2 separate regions of the Mus musculus genome follow, and region 1 is linked to region 2. A link is a contact called in public Hi-C data. All regions are on one chromosome and are shown on one strand. The core of a region is the stretch at or near the end of the contact, and the rest is flanking DNA. Distances in the headings are between cores, read along the strand shown.

Region 1 (6,669 bases), core at 130-2,629, 240 kb after region 2:
GTGGCTCACAACCATCTGTAATGAGATCTGATGCCCTCTTTTGGTGTGTCTGAAGACAGCTACAGTGTACTTATATATAATAAATAAATAAATCTAGAAGAAGAAGAAGAAGAAGAAGAAGAAGAAGAAGAAGAAGAAGAAGAAGAAGAAGAAGAAGAAGAAGAAGAAGAAGAAGAAGAGAAAAAAAAGAAGAGTGAAGGATGGAATGTCTGCCACTGGCTTCTTTTCTCCCTTTGGCTCTGCCAGAACACTGGTCATATCACAACTATTCTATAGACAAATGTCTACATTGCCCAGGGCCTGTGCCCCAGGGCCATGCAGTACCCATACTGGCCCACACGTTTGGCTCTGCTCTTGGCCCTATGCAAAATTCCTGGGAGGGGCTCTCCAGCCCCTTGAATATTCTATTCTGGGATGGTGTTAAGACACCATCACTAGCAGCTGTCAACCTGGAAGATGAAGAGACTAGTCAGAATTAGCCAAGTGATAGGGTTAAGTGGGGATACCCTGGGGATGCCCTCAGCCCCAGCCAAAGCCACAGATGTGACAGTGAGTGAGTGGACTGTATCGAGACCTGGATCCTGTTTGTGGTTCAAAGTAGCAATGGTAAGCTGGCAGAGGCAGCCCTTGGGCTGCTGGAGGGCTGCAGCTTTAACCCATTGCTGCCTGGCTTTTTGCTCATGGTTCCTTGTCCCAGCGTGCTTAAGACAGTTGTACTAGCAGCGCCTGCACGCACATGTACACACTCACATGCATGCCCACACACACATAAAGGAGGACTGACAGACAGGTTTGGTAGCACACACCTGTGAATTCCATAAAAGGCAAGAGGACCAGGAGTTCAAGGTCATTGTCAGTCACATAGGATGTCCAAGAACAGCCTGGACCACAGGAGATCTTATCCCAAAGGGGGGAAAAAGATGGGGGTAAGAATAGGTATTTAGCAATTTAAGGAAACTGAAACTGAGGAGTTATGCTAAGCATCCAAACACTGAAGGCTAGTGGAGAGCTGCGTCTCTATCAGGAGTCCGTTCAAAGGACATGTGACCTCGAGGGACAACGCAGGGCCAGAGCTGGGTAGGGCAGGCCTATAGGGGAAGTGTGGCCAGCTCAGTGAGTGACTGGCAAAGCCTCTGCCATCTCTTCTGTGGTCTGTGGAGAGCTCTGGACTGCCTGCCGTGTGACGCGGGCCATGGAGCTGGCTGCTGCTTGTGACCCTTCCACCGAGAAGCAGTCCCTCATTTGTGCTGTGGCCTCTAAATCAAGCACATCTGTGTGTCTGTCCATATTCCAGCCTTCAACCCATGGGGCAGCTTGTGTCTCCAAAATTGGGCAGGAACTCAAGAACGGCAGGAGGTGGGCTGTAGAGAGAGCCCAGGGGCGAAGAGCACTTGGCTGCCCTTGGAGAAGACCAGGTTTGAGTCTCAGCACCCACAGGGCGAGTCACAACCATCTGCAGCTCCCATTCCAGGGACTTATCATATAAATCTCATTTTAAAAATATTAAAAAGACCTAGGCGTGGTGGTAGCATGCCTTTGGCCCCAGCTGTCAGGAAACAGAGGCAGGCAGATTTTTGTGAGTTTGAAGCCAGCCTATTCTATAGAACAAGTTCAAATATAGTCAGGGAGAGCTACACAGAGACACCCTGTCTCAAAACAAACACACACAGACAGACAGACAGACAGACGGGGGTAGGAGTGGGTGAGGATCCACTCTAGGTCTTGCCTGGGATTACCATGGAGTCCCCATCCTGGGAGTGGAGATGGAGGAATGGGAGTAATGTCTGATATCGGTTTGAGAATGTTCAGAGAGATCTACTTGGCTCAGGGCCTGGGAGATCTGAGTGAAAGATTTCAGTCGCATCAGGAGTGCCTGCGAACGGGAAAGAGAGAGGCGCAGTGAGCTGAGAGCAAACATGAGTGACCGAGAAGGAGCTGGGTGAGCATCAGGGGGGACCAGTGGGGAAGGAGATCGGGGAAATGGAGTCCTGGAGGTGAGAGGTGAGACGCTAAGAGGAAGTGGGCAGGAGCTAGAGAGATGGGTTAAAGGTTAAGTGCATGGGCTGCTCTTCCAGAGGACCTGGGTTCAATTCCTACTACCCCCATGGCAGCTCACAACTGTCTGTACCTCCAGTTACAGGGGACCAGATACCCTCACACACACAGACACACGTGCAGGAAAAACACACGCAATAAAAACAAACAAATCATTAAAAAAAAAAAAAGAGGAAGTGGGCCACCTCATGGGACACAGTGGCTCCTGCAGAGGGACAGAGAAGGGACCACAGAGGTCACAGGTGAGAGTGCTGGAGTCAAGGCTTCCTGAGGTATTGTGGGAAGGAGGTGGGGTCAGGGATGCTTTCCACAGCGTTCTGAGAAGGGCTGAGTTGAGAAGGCAGACTCAAGGGCTTATCTGACTCAGACTGGGGGATGCTTTAAAATTACTGTTATCATAATTATTGTGTGCCATGGTGCACGAGTGGAGGCCAGAGGAGAACTTTCCAGATTCAGCTCCCCGCTCCCACTGGGTTCTATCGGGCTTGCATGGCATGTCCTTTAACTGCCACCTTGCCAGTTGGGGAGGGTGCTGTGATGGGGACCACAAACTGTCCTGTTACCGCTGATCGCTGATAGTGGTTCTTTGTCCCTTGAGACCCTGGTGTTGCCGAAGGCCGCAGCCCTACTCTTCTCGTTTGGTGAAGGACCTACCTGTGGTCCCCTGTAAGTGTGTACTCCATCCATATCCTTGTGTTTTCCCAGGCGTCCTCCCAAGGCAGGTTCTGTCCCCATCACTGGGTCTGCTCTGTGCTGTAGACATCAGAGTCAAAGCTCTGGAGGTGGGATAACATATATAAGATGCCAGGCTGAGACATGCATGGTAGGACTGGGCTGCTTAGCACTCTGTAGTGGAGGGAGAAGCTGGAGGGAGGGAGATGGTGGAGATTGGTGGAGGAAGACGCAGCAGAGATGGAAATGCAGGGGAACAGGAGAAGGTGTGTGTGTGGGGTGGGGGGCGGTGCTTGTCAGGGAGGTAGGCAAGTGTGCTAAATGTTTTAGTTAGGGTTTCTATCGCTGTGAGGAAACACCATGACCTCAACAACTCTTACAAAGGGCAACATTTAACTGGGGTGGCTTACAGTTTTAGAGGCTTAGTCTATTATCGTCCTAGCGGGAAGCATTGCAGCATGAAGGCAGACATGGAGCTGAGAGTTCTGCAGATCTTGATCTGCAGACAGCAGGAGACTGACTTGCACTTCAGTGGACATAGCTTGAGCACAGAAGACCTTAAAGCACCCCACGCCCACCCCAGTTACACACTTCATCCAACAAGGCCATACCCACTCCAATAAGGCCATACCTCCTTTAAAAGAAAAAAGATTTATTTATTTTATGTATATGAGTACACTGTAGCTGTACAAATGGTTGTGAGCCTTCATGTGGTTGTTGGGAATTGAATTTAGAACCTCTGCTTGCTCTAGTTGGCCCCGCTCACTCAGGCACAAAGATTTATTTATTATAAATAAGTACACTGTTGCTGTCTTCAGACACACCAGAAGAGGGCATCAGATCTTATTATGGATGGTTGTGAGCCATCATGTGGTTGCTGGGATTTGAACTCAGGACCTTCGGAAGAGCAGTCAATGCTCTTACCTGCTGAGCCATCTCACCAGCCCAAGGCCATACCTCCTGATAATGCCATTTTCTATGACCAATTATTCAAACACATGAGTCTATGGGGGCCTCATACTGGGTATGTCTATAATTCCAGAGCACAGGAGAATTGAAATACATTTGAAGCCAACCTGGACTACATTGTAAACTTAAGGCTAGCCTGGGCTGCATAACAAGACCCTATCTTAAAAACAAGAACCAAAACAAAAAGCAGGGGGCTGGAGAGATGGCTCAGTAGTCAAGAGCACTGGCTACTCCTCCAGAGGATACAAGTTTGATTCTCGGTGATACAGTGTCTCACAATGTCTGCCACTCCAGCTCTAGGGAATCCAATGCCCCCTTCTGGCCTCCCACGGGTACCAGGCATGCAAGTGGTACACAGACACACATGCATGTGAAACACCCATACATGTTTGGAGAAGAGGTAAGTATGTGGGCAGAGGAGGAGGAAGAGGAGGAGGAGGAGGAGGAGGAGGAGGAGGAGAAGGAGGAGGAGGAAGCTGTACAAGCCAAATGTGGCATGGGAGAGGCGAGGACCAGCTGCCACAAGGGAGGGAGAAGCAGAGGCAGGCTTCTGTGAATTTTCTATTCACCAAAGGAAGATTTTGTTCAGCTGGACTCTGTGACCTTGTGTTGCAGGGACAGAATAGAAAAGGAGGAAGCCAGGGGCATCTTGGGTATGTACTACAGGGTACCCTTAGAGTATTCAATGCCTGGGACAGAGTCATATCCCAGGCTGGCCTTGAACTCACTGTATGCAGGAGGATGCTCTTGAACAGTCCCCTGTCTCTACCTCTTTTGTGGTCTTCATACCATGTTTGGTTTTTGCAATGCTGGGTCTCTGACCCAGGGTTCTGTGTATTCTAATCAAGCACTGTACCAACTGAGCTACATCTCCAGCCAGGGTTTTCTGGGTCTTACACATACTCTGTCCATGGGTGTCACACATGGGTTTGCACTGAACTGCCTGCCTGATTCGAAAGAGCAGGCAGTATGTCCTTTGGTGTCTTTGGTATTTAGCACAAATGCCAGTGCTTGCGTCTCCTACTTGAGTGCAGGTATCTCATTTTTGTCCCCCTGTGGCTTCCCGCAGGGCTGGCAGGGTGGGCATGTAGCACTGACCAAACATTTGCCTGTCAGCCTGGAAATGCTCCATGAGTGTAGGTGTTCCTGCTTCTCTGGCCTCTCTGCTCCTTTATGTCTGCCTTTGGTGTTCACTCGCACACACACACACACACACACACACACACACACACACACACACACCAGCACACACAGTTACAGTGTAAACTCTGACCATCTACTTGTTCATACGTGCGGCACTCACACACACTGCTTCAGTCCAAACTGTTCCTGAAGGCCTTTCCAGGCCCAGGGTGGGCACTGCAGCCACACACTGTTGACCCAGGTCAGTAGTTTGCTTAGTGTTATTGTTCTTAAGTCTTTTTTTCCTTTTCTATTCTTTTTTCAAAAAAAATTATTTATTGTTGTTGCTTGTTTGTTTGTTTGTTTTCGAGACAGGGTTTCTCTGTGTAGCCCTGGCTGTCCTGAGACTCACTCTGTAGACCAGGCTGGCCTTGAACTCAGAGATCTATCTTCCTTTACCCCCACCCCCCACCCCCAGTGCTGGAATTAAAGGTGTAAGCCATCATCACCTGGACCCAAGTCTTCCTGTCTGGTCTGTCTGTCTGTCTGTCTCTCCATCAAGCCCACTTTTAATAGTGAGAATTAGGAATGAACTCCCTGGCCATCAGTAAGAGACTAGGTAAATCGGTCAGATCCTCTTGTCCCATGGACTGCTACGAGGTAGTTCTGAGAGAGGATGGTATAAGCGCAGACAGACATAAGTTCTAAGATGTTCAGCTGAGGGGAATGAACACATCACTTACACACTAGCTACACAGAATAAACACATCATTTATACATTAGCTGCATAGAATGAACACATTACTTACACACTAGCTACATAGAATGAACACATCACTTACACACTAGCTACATAGAATGAAGTAATTAAGTTCACGCAGCAGTGTCTTGGAGCTATAGAAAAGTTCGTCTGTCCATCCGTATGCACATAGAAAGCACAGCACAGTGGTTCCCAAGCTGCTAGCAGGAACTCCGTAGGGAGAGGAGGGCCTGCTCTTAGGGAAGATAGTGCTATCAATAGCATTGTCCTTGCCGGTCTTCGTGTGGTTCTAGAGATGAGACTCTGGGTCTTGCACAGGTTGCATGAGTGCTCTCCTGAGCCACAGACCTAGTCCTTTTTTTTTTTTTTTAAATTAAAATTTTTTGATGATTTATTTATTTTCTGCCTGCATGTATGGCTGTGTGAAGGTGCCAAGTCCCATGGAAGTAAAGCTACAAACAGTTGTGATTGCCACGTGGGTGCTGGGAATGGAACTCAGGACTTCTGGAAGAGCAGCCAGCACTCTTAACCACTGAGCCATCTCTCCAGCCCTTATTTATTTTATTTTAATTTTTAAAGACAGGGTCTCACTATGTAGCCCTGACTGGCTTGAAACTCACCATATAGACCAATCTGATCTCTAGCTCACAGAGATGTGCCTGCCTCTGCTCCCAAGGGCGGGAGTTCACCATGATGTTCTAGTAAATCTTGCAGGAGTTTTTGGTTTTTGAGGTAGGGTCTTGCTATGTGGCTCTGACTGTCCTAGAACTCATGTTGTAGACCAGGTTGGCCTCACAGAAATCTGCCTGCCTTTGCCTTCTGAGTGCTGGGATCAGAGGTGTGCTTAACCTCTTGTTTTATTTTTCTATTTCTCCATTTCTATCTCTCTCTTCTATCTATCTATCTGTCTATCTATCTATCTATCTATCTATCTATCTATCTATCTATCTATCAATCATATATCTATCTTGTTTTTTCAGACAGGGTTTCTATCCGTAGCTTTGGCTGTCTTAGGACTCACTCTGTAGACAAGTCTGGCCTTGAACTCACAGAAATCTGCCTGCCTCTGCCCAGTCCTAGTGCTGGGACTA
Region 2 (6,513 bases), core at 2,132-4,631:
GGCCTCAGTAGGAGAGGATGTGTCTAGCCTCAAAGAGACTTGATGTTCCAGGGTGAGGGGGTACCGGGGTGGGGGGGGGGTCCACCTGCTCAAAGGAGAAAGGGAGAGGGAATGGGAGAAGCAGTGTGTGCGGGATGATTGAGAGGGGGCTAATGAGTGGGGTGTAAAGTGAAAGAAGAAGAAGAAGAAGAAGAAGAAGAAGAAGAAGAAGAAGAAGAAGATTTTTAAAAGATAAATCAACCCAACAGCAGTAAGGAAAGTAATGGGCCCTCCCTGCTGAAAAAAGGCAGATACCCACACATTGTACGAGGAGCTAGCTTGTGAGGCTCCTCAGTTCCCCAAGACCTGGACTCCCTGTTAAACTGAACATTCAGTATGTCTCCTGAAAGGAATCCCCTATTACAAAGCATGGATTTCCCCACCCCACCCCTCCAGCTTAAAGTGGCTTCCTTCTTACTCCAAACCAGATTGGAGAAACAGGAAGTTCTGAAGCTTAAAGCTAGGTTCCCAGGACTGGAAATGCAGCTCAGTTGGTGGAGCATTTGCCTAACATACATGAGGCTCTGGGGTTCAAGCCCGAGCATGCACCATGCATGGGGCCAGACATGATGGCGCACACCTGGGAGGTGGGGGCAGAAGGACCAGAATACAAGGTCATCCTTAGCTACGTGGCAGGTTTAGGTTAAAATGAACCACATGAGATGGGGAAGGAATGGCGGCTGAGGACAGCTGGAATTCCCACGCTATCTCCTTGCTATCTTGGCCATGATGGGCAGTTAATGGGCTGAGGTCCTCCAGCTACTTCCAGCCCAGTTTACAGCCAAGGATGGAACCGCTCCTACATCTGTTATTAAGGAGAATCACATAAGAAGACCTGGGACCAGGAGTTACAGAGACAAAGTTTGGAGCTGAGACAAAAGGATGGACCATCTAGAGACTGCCATATCCAGGGATCCATCCCATAATCAGCCTCCAAACGATGACACCATTGCATACACTAGCAAGCGTTTGCTGAAAGTACCCTGATATAGCTGTCTCTTGTGAGACTAGGCCGGGGCCTAGCAAACACATAAGTGGATGCTCACAGTCAGCTATTGGATGGATCACAGGGCCCCCAATGGAGGAGCTAGAGAAATTACCCAAGGAGCTAAAGGGATCTGCAACCCTGTAGGTGCAACAACAATATGAACTAACCAGTACCCCGGAGCTCTTGTCTCTAGCTGCATATGTATCAAAAGATGGCCTAGTCGGCCATCACTGGAAAGAGATGCCCATTGGACAGGCAAACTTTATATGCCCCAGTACAGGGGAACGCCAGGGCCAAAAAGTGGGAATGGGTGGGTAGGGGAGTGGGGGGGGGGAGGGTATGGGGGACTTTTGGGATAGCATTGGAAATGTAATTGAGGAAAATACATTATATATATATATACACAAAAGAAAGAAAAAGAAGACCTGGGACCTAGGAGACTGGGAACAAGGCTGAGACTTCTCCAGCCCCTTTTGCAGTACACTGGCTACTTACTGACCTGCAGTCATGACAGCCTGAGCCTGGATTCACCCCGAAGGGTTTGGGGGAACTGTACCATCGTCTGGACTCTGTACCCTCAAGAGAAACATGCTCCCATTCTTTCTCCTCTTCCTTAAGAGCCAGTTATGGAGTAAGAGCATGGGCCTGCACAAACCTGCCTTGGAGTGCTCAGTTCCACCTGAAGTGCCCCAATCTCATAAGTAATGCCGCATTTCTACTAATATCTGAGCAAGCAAAAACATGGATATGGACAGACCCTAGGGCAAAGCCCAGACTCTGTGCTTATTAAACAAAGCACGAGGCAGCTCAAACCCCTGGCTCCCTTTACTCGTTTACAATATACTTCCCTGCTGTTAGAAGCTCCAGGCAACCACACAGTCAGATCTCTGCCTTGTCTTGTTGTTGGGACAGGGTCTCACGCAGGCGAGACTGGCCTCAAAGTTGCTGTATACCATGAGAATGACCTTGAACACTGCGATCCTCGTGCCTGCCTGTCCTGCACAAGCACTGCACGTGTGCAAGCGCCAGCTTAGCTCCTCTTTTTGATGGAAGTCTCTGACTGATCAGATCTCAAATGTAGACATGAGCTCATTGTGTGTAGCCCCTAACTATCTGCCTTAGCTTGGATCTGCAATGCTCTCCAAAAACCCATGTTTTAAAGATTTAGCTCCCAGTCTGTCATACTGTTGGGATGATGGGACTGTTTTAAAAGTCAGAGGGCATGGAGGTGGAGAGAGTTAGAACCCTTGATGCTCTTGCAGGGGGGGGCGGGACTTCTATCCCCAGCACCACGTGGTGGTTCACAGCCATCCATAACTCCAGTTCCCGGGTATCCAACGCCCTCTTCTACCTTCTGCAGGCACCAGACGCAAACTCAGTATACATACATACAAACAGGCAGGCAAAACATACATAAATAAAATAAAGACAACTTTAAAAAAATAAGAAGTCTTGGGTCGTTGGGGTGCCTCTGAGTGAAAGAGTGGGACCACAGCCATCCCTTTTACTCGTCATTATTTCTTGACTAAGAGGGAGACGCTTTGATGATTGCCACTATGATATGCCACCAGAGGGCCAAAGCAACAGGACCTTGACCATGAGCCACACCTGGAATGTCGGGGGCCTGTGAAGCAAAAGATGGAGAATTCCGGGCTACTCTGGGCTACATATGAGGTAGCAGTGCTTAGTCTTTAAAAAAAAAAAAAAAAAAAAAACCTATAAAGCTATGAGTCCAATAAACCTTTTCTCTCCATAAGCTTATACACCCATCCAACCTTTTGATTTCCCAGAACTCAATTGTATTTCTTTTCCACCTTAGTCATGCCCAAGTCGCTTTTCTCTGGAACCTTCTGCCGCTCTCTAGTACAGGCCGCTCTTGAGACAGAGGGAAGTTGGCGGACGGGATTGCCATATCCAGTATTCATGGGCTCACCAGTTCACACAGTGAAAAGCAATCGGACCCAAAAGGTGCTTGTTAGAAAGGCTATCATTCAAAACCAACAGACCCCATAAGTCATTGAAATTCAAGAGGCAGCGCAAGGGAAAAACCTAAATCTCACTGGACCTCCTAGCGGTGTTCACGGGTTTGAATGTCCTGCCCACTCCTCCTCCTCCTGACTCAGGGCTCCCGAAAGTACTCGCCCCGCCCCGTCCTTGGGTCTCCTTTCCACCTCTGAGTCCCACCCTACTTCCCTGGGGGAAGCCCTTCATCTACCCTTGGAAGACTCCATGGAGGATGTGGCCCAGATCAACGCACCAACTGGCAGCGGAACTGCCAAATACCAGGATGCAAAGCGAAAGCAAGGGCGTCTACCACCGCCTGCAAGGCTCGGTCCAGGGTTGCCAGGACAACGCGCCACTTCCCGCGAGCTGGCGCGCTACTCTTGACGCACCTATCTTCCTGCACCCGGCGCTCCGGCCTGGGTTGAGGATGGAGGTCTCAGACCTCAGAGCTGCAGAACCTCAGGATTTTGTTTTAGTTTGCGGCTCTTTTCCAACAACTGTCATTGCTACTTCTGTCACCTCGGGTGGCCGTGTGCGGTGCACCCTCTACAGAGCTTGCAGATGTCGGTGTAGAATTGGCATCCTGATTAGACAGGATTCACCCACCACTTACCGCTCCTTTTTCTGGGCCAGGCGCCCTGCTGGATGCTGTCTTGCCTCAGCAGCCAGCTGCGTTTTTCAAAATAGAAAACTGACTTTGAACAAAGGCTCGTTCAAGGTCATCCAGAAAACAGATTCACTCCCAAGTTCCACCCTTACAAAGCTATCTTTCTCTCCATGGTATAGACTGAAATTTATCTTTCTAACCCTTTCCCTAATAAATCTCACATAGAAACGCCCCCCATCCCAAGCTTAGTCTCTAAATTTATATTGAGACCTGGTTTGGGGGCTGGGCAGTGGTGGCACACGCCTTTAATCCCAGCACTTGGGAGGCTGGCTGAGGCAGGCAGATTTCTGAGTTTGAGGCCAGCCTGGTCTACAGAGTGAGTTCCAGGACAGCCAGGGCTACACAGAGAAACCCTGTCTCAAAAAAAAAAAAAAAAACAAAAAAAGAAGGAGGAGGAGGAGGAGGAAAAGAGAGAGAGTAATTAATATAATTATTCATATTTACTTGTGTGCTGTATGCATGTGCGTGCACATGTATCAGGGACTCACTTGCCCATGCATTTGTATATGTCAGGTGTCTTCCTCCGTTGCTCTCTGCCTTACATTTTTGAAATAAGGTTCTTGCTGAACCCGGAGTTCACTGTTACAGCAAGGAGTCCCAGGGAACTACCTATCTCTGTCCCACCAGCTTATAGATGTGCCATATGGCTTTTAGTAGGTCCTGGGGTTTGAACTCAGGTCCTCGGCTTGTGCAGAAAGCACGTTACCCACTGAACCCTCTCCACAGAGTGGTTCTGTTGTTAGTAATTGCATTGATTGCAAAAGAAACAACAGAAGGAGTATAGAAATCTTGAAACTGAGCTAGCCAAATATTGCTTAGACGGAGTAGATCCTCTCCAGGCCACGCCCTAACTGAGGAGTCATCCAATAGGAGACGGCCACTGGGGTTATAAAAAAGAAGCCAGAGCTGGACAGTGGTGGCACACACTTTTAATCCCAGCACTCTGGAGGCAAAGGCAGGTGGGTCTCTGTGAGTTTAAGGCCAGCCTGATCTACAGAGCGAGTTCTAGGACAGCCAGAACTATACACAGAAACTGTCTCAGGAAGAAAGAAAATGAGAAGGTGGTAATGTCAGAATGGCCACTGGTGGGATCAAACAGCTGAATATTGTCAGTTTCACAGGATTAATTTTAATTGTAAAATAGTAGTATTCCTATCAGGGACTGCAACAGGTTAAAGGCACTGACAGATTAGAAGACACCATCTCTCTCTGGGGCAGGAGCAAAGCATTGTTAAAGTGCTGTTAATTGCAGCTGAAGTGCCTTTATATAGTGATAAATCCTGTTGTAAGCATCCCTTTTAATGTGATTTTTTTTCCTTTATAAAAAGCTAAGACATTGGGGCCAGAGTGGCTTGACTTTTATTTTATTGAGTCAGGGTCTCTCTGTGTAGCTGCAGCTAGCCTGGAACTCTCTATGTAGACCACACTGGCCTCAACCTCACAGATTTGCCTGTCCCTGCCTCTGTGTCCTGAGTGCTGAGATTAAGTGGCTTGACTCCCCAGTTGACAGGTGTTACATCTTTCCCAGGCACCCTGAGTGCCCTGATAGGACTGGCATCCAAACAGCCAGGGGACTGCCCTTATGCTGGTGGCAGGCACTGGAACGCTCTGAGGAAGTTACACACCAACCCAACAACCGCAGCTCTCTGGCTCTTGGAGGCGCAACCCCACCTATGACTGCTTCCAGCCGCTTGCATGGCACTCATTGTCTTCAAAAGCTCTAGGGAACTCTAAATGATCTTGCCCCTGATCGGAAGAGGAACACTTTCCTGGCAGCCCAGCAGAAAGCCTGCCACTAGAGCAAACATAGTCCTTCATTTGCATGAGAGTCTGCTGTGATTGGTGCAGGCACCCCTGGCTATATAAGCAGAGTTCACAAAGCTCCCTTTGTATAGCATAGTAGGTACGAGACATGCTTCTGTGCACCGTCTTGGGATTGGAGTGGTTGGTAGGGCCAATAGAAAATGATCTTTTCATACTCTGTGTGTGCGCGTGCATATGTGTGTGTATGCATGTGTGCATGTGTGTGTGTGTGCATACATGTGGAGACGGTGGTCAAAGGCAAACATTTTCTTCAATCACTCTCTGCCCTATTTTTTGATAGAGGGTCTCTTACTGAATAGTTTACCTATCTAGTCAGCAGACCCCAGGAAGCCATTTATCTCTGCCTCCCTAGTGCTGGGATTAAAGGTACATTTCTCCTAGCTTTTAAAGATGGGTTCTGAAGATCAAACCCAGGCTTCCACACTCTTTACAGACTGAGCCAGCTTCCCAGGTCTTCTCGCCTAACTCCCTTAGTAGAGTAGACTCAGCTAGTAACAGAAAGATTGCAATGGCGGCGCAAGCAGCACTGGAGATTATAGCAAAAGACCAAGAAAGAAAACCCAAGAGTTCCTGAGAGCTGCCAAGCCATAGGGGCCAAGTTTCCAGAGAACTGTAACAGAACCCACCATGAAGAGCTAAGATAACAACATCCTAAACAATGCCCATGGCACTGGTTGCTGCACGAGGAAGGGTCCCAGTACCTGCGGCCTGTACAAGAACTGTAACCCTAAAAGGAGCAAGCCATCTGCTGCTGCTTGCTCTGGTCTGCCACCACTGCAGTCAGAGCCGCTGATGTTAAAGTTAAACCTCCAACTCGAGAGCCGTGAGTCTCTGGCTTCTAAAAGCTTTAGAACTCTAGACCTCTGGGCTTGGCCACTCGGCTCAGTTTGCCAGGACTGGAAGATCTTGGCCTCGTTGTTCAGTGATTCCTACGGAGCTCCTGCCATCTGATCAGAAACAGAGAGACTGGACTTGAGCCTGCATCCCTGAC

The links. A called contact is a pair of places that touch in the nucleus more often than the background predicts.
Region 1: a Hi-C map of the Ba/F3 cell line shows a contact between it and region 2, with 4 times the contacts expected there. The contact joins the enhancer-like site here to the promoter of Spats1 in region 2. A contact is called at or near these places in 11 of 39 promoter capture datasets (the 3T3-L1 cell line, 3T3-L1-derived adipocytes, the HPC-7 cell line and 6 more), 2 of 15 datasets of contacts at CTCF or cohesin (embryonic stem cells and large pre-B cells), 49 of 484 Hi-C or Micro-C datasets (B cells, the BV-2 cell line, the Ba/F3 cell line and 22 more), 5 of 115 datasets of contacts at active chromatin or transcription factors (bone marrow-derived dendritic cells and embryonic stem cells) and 2 of 9 other capture datasets (embryonic stem cells and liver).

Annotation. Positions count from the first base shown.
Region 1 is chr17:45,709,517-45,716,185 of GRCm38.p6, forward strand. It overlaps Gm35456 (a long non-coding RNA gene), which reads right to left. Exons shown (of 7, transcript XR_385596.4): 4 at 2,710-2,831; 5 at 1,737-1,873. Among named protein-coding and RNA genes, the nearest start is that of Gm35456, 14 kb to the right of the region's middle. Within about 2 kb of position 1,380, at least 20 of the 459 cell types and tissues checked have an H3K27ac peak or open chromatin away from gene starts, as enhancers often do. A contact at or near this core is called in the Ba/F3 cell line and the HPC-7 cell line, where this site is marked.
Region 2 is chr17:45,471,557-45,478,069 of GRCm38.p6, forward strand. It overlaps Spats1 (spermatogenesis associated, serine-rich 1), which reads right to left and starts at 3,382. Exons shown (of 8, transcript NM_027649.3): 1 at 3,243-3,382. The coding sequence starts at 3,258.